Regions from separate parts of the Mus musculus genome. Here region 1 is linked to region 2. A link is a contact called in public HiChIP or PLAC-seq data. All regions are on one chromosome and are shown on one strand. Each heading gives the region's core, a stretch centred on a gene start, on an enhancer-like site or on the middle of the called end of the contact. The rest is flanking DNA. Distances are from core to core; before and after follow the strand shown.

What was found. HiChIP or PLAC-seq counts read pairs in DNA pulled down with a chosen protein or histone mark.
Region 1: a FOXA1 HiChIP or PLAC-seq map of pancreatic cancer cells shows a contact between it and region 2. The contact joins two enhancer-like sites. A contact is called at or near these places in 2 of 39 promoter capture datasets (hippocampal neurons and liver) and 1 of 115 datasets of contacts at active chromatin or transcription factors (pancreatic cancer cells).

The regions. Positions count from the first base shown.
Region 1 is chr3:117,858,435-117,864,678 of GRCm38.p6, reverse strand. The region is part of intron 1 of Snx7 (sorting nexin 7); the gene reads left to right. Gm52614 (a long non-coding RNA gene) reads right to left here. Exons shown (of 3, transcript XR_003954545.1): 2 at 3,332-3,444; 3 at 2,532-3,184. Among named protein-coding and RNA genes, the nearest start is that of Gm52614, 5.7 kb to the right of the region's middle. Within about 2 kb of position 1,643, at least 18 of the 459 cell types and tissues checked have an H3K27ac peak or open chromatin away from gene starts, as enhancers often do. A contact at or near this core is called in pancreatic cancer cells, where this site is marked.
Region 2 is chr3:117,070,329-117,076,020 of GRCm38.p6, reverse strand. The region is part of intron 2 of 1700061I17Rik (RIKEN cDNA 1700061I17 gene); the gene reads left to right. It also overlaps the pseudogene Gm17896. Among named protein-coding and RNA genes, the nearest start is that of 1700061I17Rik, 4.6 kb to the left of the region's middle. Within about 2 kb of position 2,765, at least 22 of the 459 cell types and tissues checked have an H3K27ac peak or open chromatin away from gene starts, as enhancers often do. A contact at or near this core is called in pancreatic cancer cells, where this site is marked.

The DNA of each region.
Region 1 (6,244 bases), core at 394-2,893, 790 kb before region 2:
GTATATATCGATCTATATAAATATGTAATGTTTATAGCTATAATATAATCCATTATACTATGTATATATTATATATCATATAATAAACATTAATTATATATGTATCATGTATCACATATTTATTATATAGTAATTATATATTATATTATGTATCATATACCATATAGTCTCTATTCTCTTTATTATGTATTTATAATTATACAAATATATACATATATATTTATATATAAAAAGTTTGGAAATCTATATACTTCATGTTTTTTTTTCCCAATCTCTGTTTTGTGTTAGATGCTCTAACAGTAATTACCCTGATAAAAATCAGAATTTTCTTTCATTATTTAAATGATATATTCATGTAGGGACTACTTATAGGATTTATTATCTATATTAAGGTACAAACAAGGTCAAACAAGGTCCAGGGAAGCACTAAGTCTAATAGTAACAGAAATCCATTTGCATTGCTCTGCTGTAAAGGGAGGAGGCATAAAAACTGTTGCAGGCTGGAGTTGTGGAGAAGGGGGCCAACTGTACTTACAGAGCAATTCAGCCACAGCCAGCAGGGTTGTAGGGAGGTAGAGAAACAACATGGAGCATGCTTTCTGAGTTCCCCCTTGACCTTCACTGGGTAACATGCTCATGTTTTTTGCCAGGAAAGCTGCCACAGTGAGATCATTAGAGGGGCAAGCCTTCTAGCATAGAGCACTTAGAGGGAGCCCAAGGTTGAAAATGAAGGCTAGCTTGGTTAGACCATACGGATTTCCAAAAGGCAGAGAGTAGCTTCGGATGAAGCTTACTGCTGTGCATCTCTCAGTTCACCTGCTCATCTGTGATGCAGCCTATCATCCTCTATCAAGCAACACACTCTGTGCCTCTTTCCTGGAATCTCTGGGTGGAGAGGCTGTGACTCTCTTAACCAATACCAATTCTCCTGGTATGATAGAAACAGTGCTTTACTGGTTCTAAGGCCAGTTCATAAAAATGACCACAGAGTCTTCTTTGTCTAGAGGAGCACTGTCTGAAAAGCCCATCCATGTATTTTCTTCAGATCTGCTATCTGGTCAGAAACACTGCAAGAGGCTGTTAATTTATATATATATATATATGTTTCAGACTGCTACATTTTTTATATTACTTACTTATTTTGAGGAACTGGATATTGAATACAGGGCCTTATGCATTCAAGGCAAATATTCTACGACTAAGTGCTATTCATAGCCCCTAACTGATGCAAATGGATGGTTTGTTCCATAACAGTAACAACTATAACAATTACCAAGCCTGTGTAATGTCATCAGCATTCCCATCTTAACAAGTTTTAGTTGTGGCTTTGGGAGCAGAGCTGTGGCATTTAATTGGGCTGAATGTTAATTAATGAGGAAGATTCTGGTAGTCATTGTAAGTGAGAATACAGCCAAGGCATCATCTTAGTGGTTAGGACCAGAGACATCTTCCATTGCCTGTACTTGAAAACCTGGCTCCACTGATTGGACAATTAGAAAATTGTTTCTCTGGGGAAGGCCATTTGATGGCAGTGACTCAGATGAAGACAAACAGTAGATGTGAGAATTCGATGAATGTCTCTGTCCCTCTTTACTTAAAGGCCTGTTTCTGTATTGTGACTCAGAGAGATGAGAGTAGAGGGGAGGTGAAAGAGACAGAGGGAGGGAGCGAGGGAGGGAGGGAGGGCAAATAACTATAGAGCTGATCATTCCTGTTCCACCCACTGAAAATTCCTCTGCAATCACAGCTCTCTTACATGTGAAGTTCTCTTGTATATATATATATCTTTTCCTAAATGAAGGAAGGAAATTATGAAATCCCCATATCCTCAGTTTGAGTTAGCGTATGTGATCAGTTATAATATTAAAGGAGGAAACATCAGGCTACGTTGGATGAGAACTTTTTATAGGACTGTTTTATAGGTAATCATTTCATGTGGATTTTGGTGCCTGGAAGATCAATATATAGAAATTACCACAGTAGTCCGTCTAAACAAATGCCACTTTTTCAAGGTCACAAAGAACATTCACTGTGCTGTAACTTGAGCTGTCTGTGCCTCCTCTGAGGATCTTCCTCCCCCCTGCTTTGACAGGGACTTGGGGAGGCCTTGATAGACTTGTGTCAGAAAAGGCAAAGAACTGCTGTCTCATCTCCAAATGAGGGTGCTCTGTGCATTCTCTGGAAAGCTGTATTAAGGTAGAGCCTGCGAAGCTGCCAAGGTGTATTTCTGAACCAATGCCATCATCTTCCATGGACACTGCAGCTGACAGAAGTTTTGCTACATACACCATTGCTCTGCCTGTGCCCTGCCCCCACCCACTGCATGTGCCCGGAAGGAGAATAAGCAGTGGTACTTGCTAAGGTTGTGTTTGGGCAATGGTAGCTGTAAAGAAAGTCTTCAGGAGAAGCAAAGTACTTTAGCTCAGGAAATACTTGGGTTTATTCTTTACTCTTTATGAAGAGTCATTGTAAGGTGGGCGAGTTAAACATTTACAGTTTGAGGGTCACAGCCAGGACTGTAGAGCAAAAAAAAAAAAAAAAAAAAAAATCAGTCAAGGGTCATTCAGTTCAAGGTTGAGTTTTGTCATTGTTTGCTCCCACGGGAAAGGATTCCCGGATAGAAGTGTTACAACTCCACTCCTGTGGTGCAGGTGTGTGGGTGTGGGAGTGTCCCCCGTGTCACTATTATAGCTCGGAAGGGAAAGATATCCTGCCAGAGCCAAGGAATACCACACAATCACACTGCACAGCACACAATTGAAGATTGTCTACTTGGGTGAAAAGCAGCAGAAGTCTGAGCAGGGTTTATAAAGGGTTTCTTGGAGTGCAGGAGTGAAGCTTCCAGGGTGGCCTGGGATTGAAGGGATGATATGGCCTGATCTTGGGGAAGCTCAGGGATTGATGATTTTTTTTTTCTGTATGGTGGGGTGGGGGCATTCTTCTGCCTTGAGTCTGAGAACATTAGGGAAGTCTGGAGGTTGGGGCATGGCCATTAGAGCTCCTCAGAGACAGAGTCTAGCCACTGGAGCTCCGTAGGGGTGGGGCCCGGTTCCCCATTCATATAATGTATAGGTGGAATCTGATGACTGGAATCTCCAAAGGTGGGACTTGCACACTGCAGAAAAAGATGTCTTCCACTGATTCAGGAGTTGTGCTTAGCCAACAAGTTTTCTTGTTGCAATTTCTGAAATGAGAAAGGTTACACAGTGCCAGTCTGAGTCTTGTCACTAAAAGTGTTAGTGATAGCAGAGGAAAGCAAGGTATGACTTATGAGCTATCCTTCTCTACTTGAAAGAGGGGGTTCCAATGCAGTTTCAACATACCATATTACCTGGAGGGGCAGTGGAAACACATCTTCAGTTGATGGCATGTCGGGGTCCAGCTGTGGCTCTGTGTCCTCAGCTTCCTCTTTCTCAGGGTTTCCTGATGCCACTGCACACCGGGCTGGGAGGATAAAAGGAGTCTGGAATGAGTGGGGTCTGCAGGAGCCAGGTCAGGCTGGGAGTGAGTGGAGGTGGGGGTGGTGAGATTGAAGGCCTCCTCCAAGAATCTTACTGTTCCAGCTCTTTTAGGCTAAGGTCTTCTCCGATGATCTTCAATGAAACAGCTCTTAGATGATCTTAGCTCGTGCTTTACTTCATTGGGATGACAAAGGGCTATATATATATATATATATATACATACATATATACATATATATTAACTTTAGAGAGTAGGAAAAAATTTCAGGGTGAATGAAACAATTGGCTGGAATTTGAAGAACTGGGAATGCCTCATTTGCATAGAGAGGCTTCATCCCAGCTACTTGTTGGACAGATTCTTGTGTGTGGGGGGTGTTGAACTTATGGGTTTGCCAAGGTCTACTCGCCCTTCCAGGTAGAGGATGTGGGTGGGTTAGGCTCCTCAGACAAGGTCAGTACTTACATGCTTTTACATGAGTGTAAGCATACTCATGTGTGTATGTAGAGGCCCCAGGTTGATCCTGGGAGCCATCCTTCTTTGTTCTGCCTTCTTTGTTTTCCTTGAGATAGGATCTCTCAGTCAAACCCAGAACTCACTGACATGGCTACCCCTTGCTAGCCAGTTTGCTTTGGGGATCTACTATTTCTGTTGAGATGACAGTTGGGCATCCATGCCCACCTTGCATTTATGGAGGTTCTGGGCATCTGAACTCCAGTCCTCTCACTTAATCACTGATCCATGTCCCAAACCCAGTTTTATTGTCCTGCCTTTAGAATTAGTGCTGCATTATACTCTCACTGCCCCAATCTGAGCAGTTACTTATGTGCTGTCACAGTTACGCTTTCCATCGCTGTGAACAGACACTATAAGAAAGGCAACTCTTATAAAGGACAACATTTTATTGGGGCTGGTTTACAGGTCTAGCCCATAATCATCAAGGCAGAAAGCATGGCAGTGTCCAGGCAGATACAGTGCTGAAGAAGGAGCTGAGAGTTCTACATCGTGTTCCTAAGGCAAACAGCAGAAGACTGTCTTCTAAGCAGCTAAGAGGAGAGTCTTGAAGCCTACTCCCACAGAGACACACTTCATCCAACCAGGCCACACCTCCCAACAGTGCCACTCCCTATGGGCCAAGCGTATTCAAACCACCACCTTTGAGAATGACTGATAGAGCCTTGGGCTGTTTACTCCCCTCATCTGCCTATCTTGTATTGGGTGTGCTCACACACTCTGGTCATGTTCCTGATGATCAGGACATGAACTAGTTTTGCTCTATTCTCTACCCTGTTCACTCGATATCTTGATGATCAATTGAACATCTTTGGACACTTTGCTCCTTCTTAGAATTGGGAACAAAACACCCATGGAAGGAGTTACACAGACCAAGTTTGGAGCTGAGACAAAAGGATGGACCATCTAGAGATTGCCTTATCCGGGGATCCATCCCATAATCAGCTTTCAAACGCTGACACCATTGCATACACTAGCAAGATTTTGCTGAAAGGACCCAGATATAGCTGTCTCTTGTGAGACTGTGCCGGGGCCTAGCAAACACAGAAGTGGATGCTCACAGTCAGCTATTGGATGGATCACAGGGCCCCCAATGGAGGAGCTAGAGAAAGTACCCCAGGAGCTAAAGGGATCTGCAACCCTATAGGTGGAACAACATTATGAACTAACCAGTACCCAGGAGCTCTTGACTCTAGCTGCATATGTATCAAAAGATGGCCTAGTTGGCCATCACTGGAAAGAGAGGCCCATTGGACTTGCAAACTTTATATGCCCCAGTACAGGGGAACGCCAGGGCCAAAAAGTGGGAATGGGTGGGTAGGGGAGTGGGGGGGGTGGTTATGGGGGACTTTTGGGATAGCATTGGAAATGTAAATGAGGAAAATACCTAATAAAAATTTTAAAAAAATAAATGCATGAATAAAGACATCTTTAAAAAAAAAAACTGTTTTAAAGTACAGTGTCTTAGAACCCATTGCTCAAAGGATGACTCAGACTCCCGCCTCTGCACAAGGTTCTCTGGTGGTGATCTACTTCTACTGCCTTTCCACGGGTGAGCAGGCACTGATTTTTACCTCTGTGTAATTATTGTTGGAGCAAGAAAACAAAATTCTTCTTGCAATTTATGGTGTGACTTAGAGATACATCCTCTCAGAGTTTAACTCTTCTTTCCATACATATTGTTAATTTCTTTCTGTTCTATACTTTCGTTGACACTTTGTGAACGGCCTGATATCAATGAATTCTGCCTTATAAATAGATAATTTTTCTTCTCTGTAATGCTTTTATTGCTTGCATGTTCCCAATAAGCTAAGGTCATTGAAGGTAGGAGAGTAGAACAATTAAATACAGAATGTTTGGTATTTAGTATCCATTTGTATTGGCAAAAGATATAGACCTTGACAGTTTTAGATTTATAGACCCAATTATTAACAATAACTTGCTAAGGATCTAGTTCCAGCAAAGTCAGATTGCCTTTTATTGTTTTTTTTTTTCCTCCAATCCAGATATAAAACTCAGTAGAAGGAAAACAAATTATTCTTAATCAGTGGTAGGTAATGTTATTTCCACATGGCAGAAAGCTAGCTGGGCTGAGCCTGGGTCCAAGATAAAGCTACCTCTTTGTATTGTATGGAAAGAGACAAATACCAAGTGTACAGATGACAGGAGAATCATTAACAAACTCTGTTTTGTAAAAGTATGTCACTAGCACCTGACACAGAGGGCTTGGCTAGAAGGCTGGAAGGCAACTCTGAATGGAAAGAGGTAAAAT
Region 2 (5,692 bases), core at 1,516-4,015:
ATGAGGTCCAGCAAAGGTTCTAGTTTGTTACAATGTAAGAGATAATTATGTCATAAAAATGAATTACCACAAATAAGAATTGAACACTGATATTAAAACATGCTGAGATTACTAAACAACATTTTCAACACAAATTTTTACCTTCACTTATTCATTGTCCCTTTTTACCAAACAGAGAAGTCTACGTTAAGCACTTAACCAAACAGTGCCTTGAATGTAGAAAAAGTTCAATAAATAAAAATTACTGTTACATGTTACCTTTACACATGACTCTTGAACACTGATGAGGACAGCCTCTCAGACTAACGTCCATGTTTCTGCTTTATGTGCCGTCCTTCCTAGTGCTTCAGGAAGAACTCTGTTATGCATTCTCTTTCACTTCAAACCTTCTATTTGCAGACATAAAACTCATAAGGAATGATAAGTTATATTTGTGCACTTCAAATGCTGCAGAAATTTAAATATTTACAAAGTTCAAGATGGTGTATAAAACACCATTCATTGAGACAGACCCTGTAAGAAGCGTGTTTGTGGTGGTTTCAATGACAATGGCTCCCATAGGCTCATATATGTGAAGGGTTTCTTCCCAGTTGGTAGACTTGTTTGGGAAGGATTAGGAGGTGTGGCCTTGTTAGAGAGGGTGGGTCACTGGAGTTGGATTTGAGATTTTAAAAGCCCACATCATTCCCAGCTCGTCCCTCTCTGCCTCCTGGCTCCTGCTTGTGGATCAGAAATATGTTCTTACCTACTGCTCCAGCACCATGCTTCTCTGTCCACTACGGTGTTTCTTGAAATGATGATTATGAATCCTAATCTTATGAAATTATAAGCCTGAATAAACATTTTTTATGAATTACTTTGGTCATGGTACCTCTTCCCAGCAATTGAGAAATGACTAAAGTAGTGACTGATGGCCTCAGGGCCTGTGGGTGTGAGGAGAGGTCCAGTAGGAAATGCTGAGGTAACGCCAAGCATACTCTGAGCCTGGTTTTCATTTGTTTGCTTGTTTGTTTTTGGTAGTGGTGGTGGGTTTCGGTTTGTTTGTTGTTTGTCTGTTTGTTTTAGCTGTCCATGATGTCATTCAAATGAGTCAACAGCACTTGGTGAGGCAGCTGACCTCCATTTTCTCCTTTAGACTGGATGGAAATGGAACCAGCTCTAGGACACAAGCTGACAGGAGGGTACCTCTGCGTAGAATGAAGAAAATGTTTTAGAATCCTGTAGAAAATCAGAAAGATAGAGAAAATAGTAAAAAGACATTCTTGTGAATATTGGAGTTAATGACTACAGGTTGCTGCTGAAGGGCCTTCAAGGCTCAGATCCAAGAGAAAAGTACTCTCATAACTCAACATGGGAGACATTTCTCACTGGGAACCTTCTAGAAAGAAAGTGGGATCCCAAACAAAGCCATGCTATTAGGACTTTTACAGGTAGGTACTTGACAAAGATGTTCACTTCCCTCAAAAGTCATTTGCCTCATTACCACCCATATGAGGCTGAACAGCCCAGAGTCATGGACAAAGAAGGCACAATATTCTACACACATGTTCACAGGTCTGGAACCACATGATAAACCTTCCCAGTAAGTTGAGCTCATCCAGGAGCAGCATTGATCAGCTTCAAGTCTTTCAAGTACATATTTCCAAACATTTTGTTCTACAACCCAAAGACATATGTACTAGTGGCCCACTTTCAACACTTAACTAGTTCCTGTTTGGGGACACACACTGAGAAAATAGAGACGCAGCCAGAAAAAATAATAGAGAAGACCCCTCCATCTAACACACACTTCTATAAAAAGCATGCCATGGACAGCATCAGCCAGGATGCCCCGATGCATTTTCTTTGAATATCAGATGTGCATTAGGTCTTGGAGAAGAAGCCGAGGTTTGTGGATAGAGAATAAATACATCAGGTGGCCTGGGATTCTGAAGCAAGTACTAAACATTTAAAAAAATCAGCTTCCCACTTGGAGTGCACTGTACAGTCGACTAAACAAAGGAATGAAAAAAAGACAGAGCGACTGGTGGCTAGTGACAACTCCATCCAAGTCTTAGCATTAAACCCTGAAACTATGAAGATCTGTTATCATGAGAGAGAGAGAGACAGAGACAGAGACACTAATTTCTTGAAGATTATTTTTTTCATAATAGACCATTCCCTAATAGGAAGGAAATGAGACTCTTAACGTTCACCCTTGGTGTGGAAAGCTGATGTGGCTTCATTTGGGAAATAAAAGAAGACACGTTGATATGAAGACAATAAAACTCACGAGCTCTCTATTTCTAGGTGTTGATAGGTCTGAACTTAGGAATGCCAAACAGATTGAATGTTGACAATGAACCACAAAAATGTGTGAAAACATTAGGCCTGGAATCCAGACAGTGGTTTCCTGCTGACTTTGGATGCCTATCCAGCTCTGTGGTCCTATGTTAATGTCTGTGGCTCTTCGGGGTGATACAGGTGCTGGGAAAGACTCCTGTCAAGGAAGCGAACAGCACTCCAGATGGGCTATTTATTGCAGTTCAGTTGGTAACAGTTACTCTCAGTTTTTCCCCCCTTCATATAAATTAAATCTTTTAGTATGCCATGCATACCTTATTTTCCCAGTAGCATCATTATCAAATGGTGGAAAACTGAAATATAAAACTACTTGGGTTTTTTTTTTTTCACTTTAGGAAATTTCTGTTGGGGAATGCTTGTTTGATTAATCAGAAGTTACAGTGCTGCTCTCCCTGGACTTTGCAGGCAAATGCTAACGACCCAGTAGGCGCTTACAGCAGTGAGAACTTAGAAGTAGGAGGCTCCCTAAGGACACGGCACAATTTTCCACATTTACTTTTACTTATGCTGTGAATGCTACTGTTTATGAGATTATAATTTTGATTTATGACTTTTTAGGTTTGTCCTGACAGCTGTTTATTTTTAAATCATAATTCATAGAAAAACCAAATGTTTTCACTTACCAAAAAAAAAAAAAAAAATCCCTAGACTTAGGTCTGGTGCACAGCTCATAACCAAGTGTTATTTATTTTATAAAAAGTCTTTGTAGAAACAGAAAGACCTTCTGGTATAGACTTTCTGATACAATGCAGAGGCACTTCTCTTTGCAAGGACAAATAGCAAGCCTCTAGTGTCTTTAGAACAAACACTGGGAAATCATTCTCAAAACATCCCCTTGCCTGGACTCTGTAAACTAACGGAAGGTACCAGGCGACCCAGGCATGGAATTCCCGTCTCTGTAAGTGAATACTACTTGTAACAGAGTGTAGGTTTCAGGCACATAGCAAAGGGGTAGACCAGTAACTCGGAAATTATGTTTAGAAGAGATGGAGGTGGGTACGGCAGAGTTGGAGAAATGGGTCTTTCCTGATCCAGTTGTACAGATGAATGGTACTGAGGATTGCTGAAGAATCATCTTTGTGTCATTGTTTCATGGATTCCAACCCTCTTTGTTCCACACAATGCAAAATAACTTAAGATATCAGACTGGGAATACAGATCGGTCATTATATCACCCCATTGGTGATGTGCAGCAGAGGAGCCCCCCCACCTGCTCTTCCAGACAGTGGTGGTTTATGGAGTCCTGTAAGCTTTCTAGATGGCTTTTAAAATATTGCATGTAATTATTGTAATGTACGTATGCTGCAGTTGTGGTTATGATCTGTGACTATTGGTGTTTTTCATTTGTGAATTCTGAGAGAGCTTACTGGACTTTATTATCTTTTTAACTTACTGTTTTCAGGTTGTCTATTTTGAATTAAAAATCTACTATAACATGGAGTGTTCTTCATATAATTTAGAGAAAGACTATCGTGGATTCCTGATCAGCAACATACCAATAATCTTTCTGACCTTTAATGTTGTCACTGGTCTTTGCATGTTCATGGATTCATGAAAGGACAAAGTGCAACAACAGGAAGGGCTGAGTGAGGGTTCATGCATGCTCTAAAACTTTAACGGTGCCAAATACTATGTTATTGACTTTTCTTATTTCCAGTAACCAAATACTAGAGAAAGAATTTGTTTTGGATCACAGTTTCAGTGATGTCAGTCCAAAGTAGGAAGAAAGACTTGGCATAACAAAAAAAGTTCATATTATGGCCGGCCTGAAGCAGAGAAAGATACGACAGAAGAAGCCAAAGCGAGATATGACCCAAAGACACAGCCCCTGGTGACCCACTTTCTCTGAGCCCCAGGACCTACATTCCACCACTTCTCAATCATGCCATCAAGACATTAGTTCATCAGGGCCCTCACTATCCAATCATCCTTCAGGAAATGCCTATAAACATACTCAGAGGTGTGCTTCACTAATCCCCTAAAAGTTTTTTTTTTCTTTTGGGGCCAGTGGGAGCAAGTTTTGAGACAGGGTTTCTCTGTGTAGTTCTAGCTGTCCTGGAACTCATTCTGTAGACCTCAAACTCAAAGATTTACCTGCCTCTGCCTCCTGAGTGCTGGGATTAAAGGCATGTGTCATTACTACCTGGCGTCCCTTGAAGCTTCTTAACCTAGTGACAATGACACTTAAAGTTTCTTAATCTAGTGACAATGACAATCAAAATTAAACATCCCAACTTCTATGTCTAACTTTGTTTGCATCAGTTTTTATTTTTTCTCAGTTTCCCCAAAGAAAATATTTTCCACCCTTTAATCAAAGTTGGCCAACTATATGGATGTGGTCCAGCACTTAACACACATGGGGATCATTTCTTCATTATACTTACTGAGTAACCAATACATGTCTCAACTACCATGGATCCTGTTTTATAGACATCCTTGCAGCCTTCCAAGAAAAGTCATAAAACCACAAAGAGAGAGCATGGGTGGAGAGCAGATATTGCATGGCAACAAATCTTGCAAGGAAGCAGAGCTAATCTTGGCCTTTTTAAATGTGTGATTTGATGTAGATCCTGGTAGATACCATTTAAAAAGTCATCAATGCTATGGAGAGGTGATTGGGAAAATCCCATGCAAAAGCATGTGTAAGTATCTACAAGGTCATCACAGTACAGAACCACGGCAGCACCATATACTGAGTCTACAGTTGAACAGCCCTGGCTGAATTCTCTCTGGGAGTGAGAAGCTAGAGCTACAGTGTGGGCTGTTCTAGGAAGGTAAGGGATCCAGAGACATGGAGAGCTGTGATTGCACGTGAAGGGCTTTGTGCTCTAAAAACTTAAATACTGATACTCTAAGATGCTGTCAACGTGTGGTCCTCTGTAGTACTAAATGCTCCGTATACATATAGGAAAAGCCACTGTGTTTTCACCTGGAATAACAGTGACTGATAAACCTGACTCACCGGATAGACTGGACTCTTAATCTCACTCTCCCTACAGTACATAGTGTTTGTTGTCTTCCTGACATTCCTTAAAGATTATTCATCCTTTATCAGTTGTTCTGTGAGCTATTTAATTCCTTCTTCCCAAAGGCCTACAGTAAAAATATCTGCCTCTAAACATTATTTTACCCCTTCCCCTATTAACTACTTCTTTATCCTATTCCTACCTTGTATTAATTTTTATTTATAAATACAAAAGAATTTACCTTAAACTGCCTTTTCTTCTGAGCCCCACCCAACCCATGGGTATCATTTGTCCTTGCCCCAGCAGGTCTAAAATTCCATTCCCAGCGATGCCATAGGAAGCAATGTGGGAAGGAGAGAATTGATCTGGGCAAATGCATATAA